Regions from separate parts of the Mus musculus genome. Here regions 1 and 2 are each linked to region 3. Evidence: chromatin contacts called from public Hi-C and HiCAR-type data. All regions are on one chromosome and are shown on one strand. Each heading gives the region's core, a stretch centred on a gene start, on an enhancer-like site or on the middle of the called end of the contact. The rest is flanking DNA. Distances are from core to core; before and after follow the strand shown. Region 1 has its middle 59 kb from the start of Gm25094. Region 2 has its middle 140 kb from the start of Gm23035. Region 3 overlaps Adamts9 (a disintegrin-like and metallopeptidase (reprolysin type) with thrombospondin type 1 motif, 9).

Region 1 (3,994 bases), core at 1,297-3,796, 550 kb after region 3:
TTACAAGACAAAAAAAAAAATGAGTCATGAAAAGAATGGCTTTTGGAGCTGAAGCAATGTAGATGCATGAAAATAACTCTTATAACATTTATTTTAAAAATAATTTTTAGATCAGGAAAACAATAATCTTTTTAAAGAAACCCTTCCTGCCTCTTTTGCTCTTTTTTGGTGCATATTTGATTTGAACTCAACATTAGGAATTTAGAGACAACATTTTTTTTTAATTTAACGTAACCACAGCCTTTGGTGTCCCGTTGACTGGATGCTGCCCTGTTTGACTTGAACATATTGCCATGTGGCTAATTTTAGAGCAATTTCTGATTTTAAAATACCTGTTCTCTCCAAAGTGGCATTTAGATTATAGTAAGAGAATTTTAAAACACACAGAGAGAGAGAGAGAGAGACGAGACAGAGACAGAGACAGAGACAGAGACAGAGACAGAGACAGACAGACAGAGAGACACACACTGTTTTGAACAAGTTTAGCACATTTCTTATCAGTGTGTTTGTGTGTGTGTGTACACACACATATGCTGTGTTTTAAAAAAATATTATCTATAATTGCTGGTGTGGCTATCATTGAAGTCTTCCACATAAGAGAGGGGTGGGGATTTGCTGATTTGAATATGCTTTTGAAATACTTTTAAAATACTTTTAAAAAAAGCTGCCCCGCTTGAAGAGTTTACAGGCTCTGTAGGAACAGTGAAGGTGGGAAGTCATGTCAGGTTGAGGGCTGCTGTCAAAGTTTCCCTAGGTGAGCTGCCCCAGACCTGGGCATCGCATCCTTTTGTCTACCTTTCAGTTCTCGGCCCCTGCTCCACTGTCAGCACATTTTCTGGCTTGGAGTGTTGGTCTCTAAACTCTAATTACAGTTAATGCGCTAATCCCAAGCACTGATCCCTTGGCTGCCAAATCCACTAAAGAAATTGGCCAAACACCAGGACCAGGGAGTCTAAAGGGAAAATAAAATGCTGAGAGGTGCAGGGTGCTGTCAACTTTCTGCTTAAATGGTTTTACGGGACTCGGGATTAAGGTCAAAACTCTTAGGACAAATTTCCTAGTCCCTTACCAAAAGATGGCTCCCTAGCTCCCTTGCTCCTGAAGTCCATGTTCTTGCCGACTTGACTATCCCACCAATCTAGCAGTCTTGTCACTGTAGGTCTTGTGGTTAGGCCCAAACTATGTGTGTTGTTTTGTAAAAAAGATAAGGAGAGAGGGAATGTGTTTGGTGGATGTGCAGTCAGGTGTGGGGGGAGGGGTGCCTCTGCAGGCCCATGCTAAGGCATCCCTTCCTCCTGAGGGACCAGCCACAGTAGAATAGAGTTTATTCAGACCATGGGAGCAAAGTTGAGGAGTAGAGGCAGAGAAAGGCGGAGAGAGAAAGAGAGTAGAGGAGTAGAGGCCGGCCATGAGCACGTGGAGTGAGGGGGGGGCAGGGGAATGGGAAGAGAGGGGGAGGAGGATAAGGGAGAAAGAGCAGAAGAGCAAGAGAGAGAGGAGGGGGCGAGCAGCCCCTTTTATAGTGAGTCAGGCACACCTGTCTGTTGCCAGGTAACTGTGGGGCGGAGCCTAGACTAAATGCCAACAATGTGGATTTGCTCACCACCATTCTAACTCTATCCTCCAAGTAATATGGTCAGTGTCCTTGCCTTCAAGAAACTCACCCCAAGCAATGCAGCTAGGGAGTCTGCTCCCTCCATTATGAGCCCATGGAAGCCCCAGCTCTTCCATGAGAACATACCTCACAATTACAGTTACATTGCAATTTCACAATCATTCTTTACTACTGCTTCTCCTTGGCTTTGAGTACTGTATTTCAAGTTCTGAGCATCTGGCACACACAAACTCAGTATTTTTTAGCCAAATGCATAAATAAGATGAAGAAGAGCTAGGAGTTACGTAAGCTACCTTTATGACTTTGTGTGTAAGGGTCTCTTCTACCAAGCTAGCTCTTGCTGCTAAGTTGGTGTGCTCCCCCTCAGACCCCCTCACTCTTCATTATATGATCTCCAAGTGGAAAATTCATGTCATATGAAAATTTCTCAAAGTCAAGTGACTTAGAGAAGAACAAGAGAACGTTGGAGAGACAGGAGATGAGAGCAAAAGAAGGAAGCAGTAGAAAAGAAAGGGAAAGAGGGGTTAGCCATTTGGGAGAAAAGGAAAAGAGATGCAGAAGAGGCATGGTTTCCGAGGACTTGAAAGTACTCTGGTTTCCATGATTTTTCGGGCATTCTCAAGTCAGAATGATGAAACCCAAGAGAAAAGTCCCTGATTAAAACCTTCCTTTGGAAGAAGGAAAAGCTTATGTAATTTTTCTGGAGTGAATATCAAAAACCGTGGCATGCTAACAGCACGTTATAAATAGTACTGATTATAAATTGTTTTTACAAAGATGAACAGAGCACAAGAATTCTTGCTGGCAATTCTCAAACTAGTAATAATTTTGATTTCAAACTAATTATCTGGGGGGTGGAGGGGATAGAGTGCTCCAGAGGACATTTAAAATCGTTAGAAACCAGTGTACTACCACTGCTCTAACAACCCCTGTGATGTCACTTGCTTTGAACAATATGAAGACCAGCTGTAAGCAATAGAGAATGAAGGCTAATGACTAACCGTTCGCATGCAAACCCCCAGCCTGTTGAGGAGGACTTCTTGGGCAGCACCAGATTGTTAAGCTAAATTATTAGCTTATTTTAATTGCAAGTGTGAAAAGACGGCATTATGCAGGGTGGCACTCAGCCAAGGGCTTCGAAGCTGAGAGAACTTCAACTCAGGGAACTGCACAGTGCCAAAGCTTTGAAGTACACTTTGCAGATAAGGTGACGGTGAATCCTCTGTAGTTTCAGGAGCTACATTCAAAACCTACTTAGCTATATTCAGAAAGCGTCCACATTGGGAACATTTGAATTATGCTTGGGCTCTTTTTTTTAATATGTCAGTTATTGAAGATAATATATTTTTTTCAATATCCCTTTCTGACAGAAGATGAGTATCATTAATGTTTCAACCTCCTGACTTGTGTTGTTGTTTCCTGGGTTCTATCCGCACTACATCGACAATCTTAAAATGTGGGCTCTCTCCTTAGCAAATGCTTCATTCACTCTAGAGAGAGGAAGTCCGACCAGTCTGCCTTGACAGAATCTCTAGGCCAAGCCCAGTAAGTTTTCTGACCTAATTAAGATATTTTGCCAAAACAGGCAAAAGCCAGACTCTGTGAAACAGCAGAAGATTTCAATGAACTGGAGTCAGGCAGGATTCTGAACGTGAGCACATTGAACCCTGGCTCACAAAGAACAATTCCGCAAAGAGGAGCTGGTTCATAAATCAACCCAGAGTCTCCGTTCCTCGGCCTCGGCCTCATGTGCAGTCTGGCACCTAATCCCCTTGCTTTCCTTCTAAGATACACTGCATATCAGCACATTTCTAAGATTCAAACTCCTACAGTGGTTTCTGCCCTTGATTTCTTTAACGCCATCTTACAGGCCCTTCTGTAACACACTCAATAGTCACGGCTTGCTCTGTCTGGTCCAGGGTTTAGAATAGGAATACAAGAGGATGAAGATGACAGCGGACAGGCCTCACCTCCTCCACTCCTGCAGCTCAGAAGCGAAAAGAGAACAATACTTAATTGTCTAGTAAACAAGTGAACAATGAAAAATAATAAACAACATAAACCAGGAACGAATTACAGCTGCTAGCCACTCACAACCTATCTGTGGAGACTCCTCCAGGGGAAGGCAGGAGGACCACTGCCCACTCCTATCCTGGACTGCAGCCAGCTCTATGCTAACACGTTAGCAAAGTGCATTTTACAATTATTAATCTTAGTCCTCCTACCTTCGGTGAAATAAATGAATCTAAATGTTTTCTAGAAAAATGAGAGATGGTAAATGATTCTCTCAATTTTCTTTCAATGAAAATTTCCTGAATCCAAAAGGGTAGAAGCCAAATGGCAGCCAACACTCTGCCTTTCGTAAGAGAAATAATAGTG
Region 2 (4,085 bases), core at 15-2,514, 810 kb after region 3:
GAAGATGAGGAGGATGGGTTTAAGCAAGCAGGAACTGTAAGAGAGGTCTTTAGGAAATGCAGATAGAAATCAGCAAGAACGACTCTGGGAAGACATGGTTTCTGCTTTCCCTGAATGGTTAGAAGTTTGTTGGAAAAGATCAGGTATCCCAATCTAAGTAGAAGACTCATGCTGATACACGGTTTTCTTAGACTGCCCCCAGTACTTGGGCTCTGCCAGGGAGCCCTTCTGAAACGTCCTTCAGGGCTGTGCAATCTAGAGTATATTCTGCATTGTTCCTCGTTAATGAGTGGCCTTTACAGGTCCAAGTGCAGAATCAGCTCAGTGTTTCATGAGGATATTTTGGGAAATAACGGAACCTGGATCATCAAAGGATGGAGTGTAGGATTCAGTGTTGTTACTGTAAAATCCTCAAAGACCCAGGTGATGAGAAAAGACCAAGGCATCAGTATGAGCCGAGAAAAGATGTGTAAAGTGGCCCATCCTCACAGGGCAGGAATCAAAGAGACAGGGGAGAAGGTGTGTCAGAGAAAGCTAAGGCTTGTTCCTGGGCTCACAGGAAAGCCTTTCCAACTAAGGGGAAACTCAGAGAAGTCATGTTTTCCTTAGCAGGGGTTGCCAGATGTGACACAGCAGGTATTTTGGGTAAATAGCCAATACTTTTTTTTTTTTTTTTTTTTTTTTTTTTTAGTATGCATCCTATGAGAAACATGAGTATGACTGGACCCTCTGCGTTTTCACTTGCTAAATTTGGACGTTCAGGGTCCGGGGGAAACTAGAAACAGAGATACAGGCCTCATGTGGAGGGAGGAGTTTATAAGCTGTCACCCAAGAACGCACAGGACATGACTCATGTGTCTGGGTCTCACGTCTGACTGCACTTTAGAATCGCCCAGAGAGCTTTGAAAAAATAAAGTGAAAAACGTCCTGATTATCAGCACTGCTGAGCTAATTCATCTATCGAGCAGTCTAGGACATTTAAAGGCTCCCACGGTGATTCTAATCCCCCACAAAGTTTAGGAACTACTGATCTAAGCCGGAGAAAGAGATGAAGTCACTGATAGAGGTTGAAAAGAATGCCCAAGTTGAGTCCCTGCAGAGCAACTAGTGCTTCCAAGGTACACAGGGACAAGGAGACAGCAAGGGGAACAGAGAGTGATGGTTTGGGCTTCACAAACAATCCACCCAAACCAAAGGGAGCCAGGGAAGGACTCACCCAGGGCAGCCCCAAGAGAAAGAAGAATGCAGTACTAGGCAGCTGCTGGTAGGTGGCGCTAGTGGGTTCATGGTCAAGGAGTCTGCGTGGAAGCCAGTTTTCAAGCGCTGGGAAACATCCCCTTTATCTGAAAAGAGACAAGTGTGCTATCTTCCCTATTCAACTCCTTTGGGGATGAAAGCCAAGTGGGAAAAGGGGGATGCACAGGTTTGTCCTGGCTTGAGATGCTGAAATACTACAGCACTAACTTTGAAACAACTGGGGGATGATTCTCATTTCCCAGCTTGGTGACCGTAATCAACAGAGTAACCTCAAGGACTCGTCCATGCTGCTATACGTCAACTGGACAAAACCATACCTATCTTAACAGGTGTTGGAGGATGAGATAGGTTCCAAGCACAGTACCTGACACACAGTGGCAAAAATTGCTTTTTGCCCAAATCAAAAGGAGCTTGCAAGTGCAGCAGATAGTGGCTATAAAAATTAAGGCTATAAGGAAAAGGAAATTTTCAATTCCAACACTTACACAGCTGCCACAGGCACCCATAACTCTAGTTCCAGGGCATTTGATGTCTTCTTCTGGCCTCTGTGGTCACCAGGCATGCACATGGTACAGTTGCATACAGTTTTCTTTAAGGGGGATGCCATTGGGAGTCTGACCATGCTCCAATGGTCAACACATATTGACTTTTGACTTGTCTTCTTTGTCTTCATTGTCATTTCCCTCCCCCTCCCCCTCCCCCTCCCCCTCCCCCTCCCCCTCCCCCTCCCCCTCCTTCTCCTTCTCCTTCTCCTTCTTCTTCTTCTTCTTCTTCTGGATTGAGGTCACAAGGGAGGACTGTGAGGACTGAGAAGTGAATGTGATCTGGGTTCATAATGTAAAATTCCCAAATAATAAAAAATATTGTGTAAAAATTAAAAATTACAAATGACAATAAGTGCAATGCAAATGATAAAAAGAAGAAAAAGAAGATTTACCTGAGCTCACACCTACTTGAATGCCTCCTCCCTGTGGACTAAGCTTTTATGGCAGGCAGGCACCATAAGGAGGTGGCAACCAGCCATCCTAGCCACCTATGGCACCTGTGAATCCCAGTCACATAGACAGACACATAAAATAAAAATAAATTTGTTGCCGTTGCTTTTAAAAAATTAAATAAGTAAATATTTTTTATTTTGTACTGGAATATTTCTTTATTTACATTTCAAACATAATCCCCTTTCCCGGTCCCCCGCTTCCTGGAGGAATATACTTTTTGTTTTTGTTTTTGTTTTTGTTTTTGTTTTTGTTTTGTTTTGTCTGTTTGTTTTTCGAGACAGGGTTTCTCTGTATAGCCCTGGCTGTTCTGGAACTCACTTTGTAGACCAGACTGGCCTCAAACTCAAAAATCCGCCTGCCTCTGTCTCCCGAGTGCTGGGATTAAAGGCGTGTGCCACCGACCAGCTAGGAATATATTTTTTAAAGGTCAAGTCTGCATAGGGGCTGGAGAGTTGGCTCCATGGTTACGAGCATGCGCTGCTCTTGCAGAGGACCTGAGTTCAATTCTCAGCACATTGGAGAGCTCACGACTATGTGTAACAACAGCTGCAGGGGAATCTCATGCCTATGACCTCTAAGGACACCTGCATTCATACACATCCTTCCCATATAGAGAATTAAAACGTCTGCACGGAAGCTAAAACATCGTGAATGTAAGTTACATGTGTGTGTGTGTGTGTGTGTGTTTTTCTCTCTCTCATGGGAGGGTTTTGAGCGGTCGGTCCCTGACCAGGCTCTGCTCTTTGTAAGAGGGAAAAGGGAAGAGTAGGAGCTGATCAATAATTACAAATGAGCGAACAGGCCGGGGGTTGGGGGTGGGGGCGGTCCTGGTTCACTTACCGCACTTCAGAAGTCTTCCGTCACTACAAAAGGCTTTTAACTTCCCTTGGAGTGTTTTTCTCATCATACAAGGAGACTCTTCAGCTAGCAGTCTTCAATAAGGCTCCTGATTTTTGGCTGTTGGCCACTGCCTACTCCAATTCGCTTGCTCCCAGGGAACTGCTCAAGCAAGTGAGGGGTCGGGCCTCGAGGTAATAGTGTCTAAAAGGTGCCTATTTGCCCAATGATTATAGAATATAGAATGTACTTGTTCAAAGCATCTTGCCAAAGTTAACTAATTAATCCTCAAAACACCCTCTGAAAAGTGCCTTCTGAGTCAAGGGATAGACTTCGGATCTTCAGCCGAGGCTAAAAATTTAATGAGGCCACATGACAGTGTGAATCTATAACCAAACCAGGACAGCTGTGGATGTCACATGCTTTTTTCAGAGAACCCTGGGTGTTCTGACAGAGGAGTTTAACAGACTGTTTTGGGAGCTGTCTAATAAAACAAAACAAAACAAAAAAACAAACATAAAGGAAAATTGATTGATGCACTAACCATTTCAAAGAAGCATTCAAACCAGCAAGTTGGGAGTTAGAGGATGAATGTATGCTTGTCTAAAATGATAGCTTCTACAAAATTAAATTGTTAATATTTTTGAAGTATTTTCCAGTTGCAAGCTCCCTGGGAATTCCTAAAATTTGGCTAAAGGCAGTCTTTCTCAGCCTTGCCACTGCTGGCACTGTGGCTGGCTGATTGCTTACTGAGGAGGAGCTCTGTGTGCCTTGTGGGAGGATGCTGGGGAGCACTGGTGGATGCTAATAGCACAAACCCCTCTCCCAGTATGATAACAAAATATCTCCATCATTTCTACGTGTCCCCTGGCCATCCAAACTGTGCGCGTGTAAGAACTACATACTTGGACTAGATGTCAGGGTAATTCTTCCCAGCTCCCTCCACATCCAGAGAGCCCTGTGGATTTGTAACTGCTCTGACGACATGAGGGG
Region 3 (4,304 bases), core at 545-3,044:
AATCCTCCTGTTTGCTTAGAACTGCCCCAGAAGTTTGTATAGCATTTACAGTGGCAAACCTGCCTCACCATGTCAACTACTGGCTAGGAGCAAAGTTAAAAACTGGTTTCAGATGGACTTTCTGTCTAGGGGCAGGGAAGAGACTCCAGGTACCTTGAAAGATATTGGGTCACTGATTATTACACTGAATAATAATAATAAAACAAAAAATCTCCTGTATTTCCAAAATGACTAGTCTATTGGTGGGTATAGATTTCCTGTTGATTGTGCTAAGGTATAGTCAAGTTTCACAAAAGCAAATGATAGTCACTGAAGAGAAAAAATGTCTGGCCCTCAACAAGTAGGAACCTTATTCTAATAGTCAGAACTACCACAACTTAGAAAGTGAAGATTGGCTGCTACTAGCTGTTTCTATAAATCATTAGCAATATGCACACACACAGCTCTTCTAGGCCCAGGAAGATACTTCTTGGTGCCATGCCTGCATGAGGTATATGTTTTCTATAAAGTCATTTTGACAGTGCCATCCAGTGTCAATTCTACTGTGTTATACTAGGGAGATTGTAATAGGATGCTCACAGCACAGTATCTAGTGTGCCTTCGTGGGCGTGACAGTTCTCCGATATGAAGGCATGCCCCAGAACACTTCTAACAATCGTCTCAGAGCTTGGGGAACAAACATGAAGCATTAGGTCCGTACCGAGCTCCATGGGCCAGTACTCCATGCAGCATCTTGTGGACAAGCATGTGTGTTGCACTGCTCACGGTCAGTAGGTTTGTCCAGGACTTCACAACTCAAGTCTGGGAATCGGTCACCGTTGGCCCGCTGACAGACCACCAGTCTTGTCCGCATGCCTCCACCACACAGCTTGGTACACTGGAAGAGGGACAAAGAATGCTACAGTTATTTTGTGTGAACAGCACATGACAAATTCTATCTCCACACAGGAAACTTTTCTTGGCTATACTTTATTATAGCATTGGGGCAGCCTCAGTCTGACAGGCAGAGCCAAGGCAAATTGCCAGCGATGATACAGCCAATGGACCATGGTTTTTCCTGTGAACATTAGGTATCCCTCAGTGAAGGCTTCCTTTCCATCTATAATAAGGACTTTTATATAGTTTATCTTATGAGTTTGAGAACTGCTTATATATATATATGTAAAATGAAGGTTGGGAAGTTAATCTCAATCTATTAACCAGTAGCTAAGATAAAATTCTTTGAGGTATACAAAACTCACGTAAATAAATAAGTAACTAGAAGCTACTCAGTATCAAATAAAGCAATAATGGCTTGGCCAGTTTTATTTTATTTGATGGCAGTTGATAATTTCTTTCTTTGGTTTTTATTTAGAGACAGAGTTTTACCAGATAGTCCAGGCTGGTCTAGAACTCACTGTAATCCAGACTGGCCCCTTGCCTCAGCCTCCTGTGTGTTGAGATTATAGACGTGAGCAACCAGGCCCAAGTTCAAATTTTATTTTTAAATGTTGCTGGGGATTTAATCTAAGGACTGAGTTTTACATCATCCCACACGTTCCAGAACTTCTATGAAACTGCCATGGACGAGCCTTTGCTGATTCTCTTATTCCAATTCTGATGCTCAACTGTTTAACTCTATTTCAAACCTCAGGACAGGTTCAGTTTTTCCCCAGGATGAGCCATCAGCCTGGCAGCAGTGAATGCTAGCTGAAGTTCCCACTGCTGGCAGGACTCACAGTTGTGAGACAGGAACAAGTTGTATTTCTTGGACAGCGCTGCTGTGCTCATATCCAGGAACACAGACATTCAGTTTCCCTGCTGCGTCAAGGCCAGCTCTCCCACAACATTTGGAAGGGTCAGCCCATGATAATGAAAGCCTTGCAGTGAAGGCGTAGACTCATCTGGCTCGGATCCAACTACAGAAGCCTAATTATGGATCCCACAGGACAAAACTGCACAAAGAGCTGGGAAGACTCACATCAAACCTTCCTCCCTCCTCCCCCCTCCTGCCTCCCTCGCTCCCTTCCTCCCTCCCTCTCTCCCTCCTTCAGCAGTACTTCCCAGAATGATATCAGTGAGAGGCAACAAAAATCCCCGGAACATTGCCTGTGACTTCTAGGTTATGTGTATGAGCTGATGAGACACAAGACTGTGGACAAGTGGCCCCATTATTCCCTTTGTCTTTTTCCTTTCTCCTAGTGCTGGGGTCTCCCAGGTGTTAATTGTTAGGCTTTAATTGGTAAACAGTTACGACAGAACAACTCAATGAACTTTAAGTATGTGCTTTTCTTACAGATTCAACAATAGAGAAAGGTTTTGATTAACTTAAACATGTATATATAAGTCCTACTACACAATATAACAGGAGCTCAAAACTCCCAACAAACTACTACTAATACATATCATTCTTACTATTAATAAAGTAAGTTATTGTTGCATTATTACAGTATCACTTGATTGATTGATTGAAGGCTACATGTTAAGCATTTAGTAGATGCTGTCTCATATAATAGTCATAAGTATTATGCAGGTGGTACTATTACTATTCCAGTTTATGGATAATGATGTGAAAATCGGGCAACGTTATTACTTGTTACTATCACAAAACCATCATAGCTAGGTCCAGCCCAATTCTACACATCCAGAATCAGGTTCTATCAAACTGTCTGGTCCTTTCCTCCTCGCACTCTCCTTAACTCCCCAGCTGTAAACAAAGTTCCACAACTCGTGCTGGAAAAGTCTGGCACCCCAGCTGTGCGACCTTCAACCTCCAGGCATATAGAGAAAGAAATCATAGACACATTCCCATTCACAATCGCCTCAAAGAAAAGAAAATATCTAGGCATAACTCAATCAATGAAAACTCTAAGTCTCTGAAGGAGAAATGGAAACCACCCAAGTACCCTTCAACTGACGAGAGATGAAATGAAAACATGGCACATATACAACAGGAAACATCATTCATCCGGAGAGGAAAGTCAAATTGTGAACATTTCAGGGGGATAGGACAGAACTAGAAAAGAACATACTGAATGAAGTAGCCCAGACCCAGACAGACAAATGTCACTTGTTCTCAGTCTAATCTGAGTTTCCTAAAAGAGAAGACAGTGGGGTGCAGAGGAGCAGTAGAGAGAGGTATAGCAGGGTACAAATGATTTGAAAGGAGAGATGGGGAAGAGGGGGCCCTATCATTAGCGAGGGGAGATGGAGATAAAGAAGTGGAGAGGAGGGTAAGATAGTAAAGATGTATGGGAAAGCCATAGGAAGCATTATCTACCTACCTAACGTTACATACAATGTTGACAAGTCTGCATATACGTATACATATATAGTTACATAGAGTGTCTGGGTGGAGCAGCTTTTTATTTTTTATTTTGGAAGGTGGGGAGGGACACGCTTTCTCTGTGTAATAATCCTGGCTGTCCTGGACTCACTTTGTAGATCAGGCTGGCCTCAAACTCACAGAGACCCACCTGTCTCTGTCTCCCAAGTGCTGGCCTGCGACGCTTTCTTTTGAAATGTTGGTCAGAGTTATCTAAGAGACTCCTAATCATAGGTTATTGCTGGTTGCCTTTGCTGCCTCCCAGAGATAGAAGGTAAGTTCCCATTGCTGAAGACACTACGTATTCCAGAAACAGGATCCAGAGTTGGTTCTGACCTCAAAGCCTCCTTTACGAACACTGCCTTTCGTGGAACCAGAAGGTGCCACGCAAGCTTCCAAGTAACCAATAGTCATACCCAGCTATGATGCTTATGTATTAAAACAACATCCAGCAGGACAATATCCCTAAGGGTACAGTAGTGGCATGCATACCTTGGTGGTAACCAACAGCTCTCTACTTGGACTCAACAAGAGGGAAATCGTTGATGGTACTGGAAACACAGTCAACTATCTGAGGCTAATGAATTTCTGGTCTTGGAGGAGAACTTACAGCCACCACTTTAATTAAAACTGCATATTTCCCAATTCTTTCTAATATTTATCCTTATACTCACCATCAAACAAATATCTCTTTGCAACCATTACAGAAAACCACAACCAATCTCAAAATGCAGAGAACAAGTGGCCATATAATGCCTAACCCCAAATGGGCTATAATACAACTCATGTACACACACACACACACACGACCACAAAACAACCCAGATATTAACACACTTATGCACCTCAGGTTAAGGGATCAGAGTAGACAGCTAAAGAGAAGATTGTAGCAGCTAGAAGAGGATGCTTGCTGTAAGATTTCATGTCTTAGAAATCCCAGAGAAGCTACACTTAGGAAGTCTCATCAGCATAGCTGCCTGAACAAGACCTTAAACAAGAA

Evidence for each region. Hi-C and Micro-C count contacts between places; a contact is called where the count stands out from the background. HiCAR-type assays count read pairs that join an accessible place to other places.
Region 1: a Hi-C map of uterus shows a contact between it and region 3, with 2.4 times the contacts expected there. The contact joins two enhancer-like sites. A contact is called at or near these places in 1 of 484 Hi-C or Micro-C datasets (uterus), 1 of 115 datasets of contacts at active chromatin or transcription factors (embryonic stem cells) and 1 of 9 other capture datasets (embryonic stem cells).
Region 2: a contact with region 3 is called in a HiCAR-type map of fibro-adipogenic progenitors, with 5 times the contacts expected there. The contact joins two enhancer-like sites. A contact is called at or near these places in 3 of 115 datasets of contacts at active chromatin or transcription factors (embryonic stem cells and fibro-adipogenic progenitors) and 1 of 9 other capture datasets (embryonic stem cells).

Annotation. Positions count from the first base shown.
Region 1 is chr6:93,392,850-93,396,843 of GRCm38.p6, forward strand. No RefSeq gene overlaps it. Among named protein-coding and RNA genes, the nearest start is that of Gm25094, 59 kb to the left of the region's middle. Within about 2 kb of position 2,547, at least 26 of the 459 cell types and tissues checked have an H3K27ac peak or open chromatin away from gene starts, as enhancers often do. A contact at or near this core is called in uterus, where this site is marked.
Region 2 is chr6:93,656,522-93,660,606 of GRCm38.p6, forward strand. No RefSeq gene overlaps it. Among named protein-coding and RNA genes, the nearest start is that of Gm23035, 140 kb to the right of the region's middle. Within about 2 kb of position 1,265, at least 50 of the 459 cell types and tissues checked have an H3K27ac peak or open chromatin away from gene starts, as enhancers often do. A contact at or near this core is called in fibro-adipogenic progenitors, where this site is marked.
Region 3 is chr6:92,848,592-92,852,895 of GRCm38.p6, forward strand. Adamts9 (a disintegrin-like and metallopeptidase (reprolysin type) with thrombospondin type 1 motif, 9) reads right to left here. Exons shown (of 40, transcript NM_175314.4): 28 at 701-877. Among named protein-coding and RNA genes, the nearest start is that of Gm15737, 19 kb to the right of the region's middle. Within about 2 kb of position 1,795, at least 89 of the 459 cell types and tissues checked have an H3K27ac peak or open chromatin away from gene starts, as enhancers often do. A contact at or near this core is called in fibro-adipogenic progenitors and uterus, where this site is marked.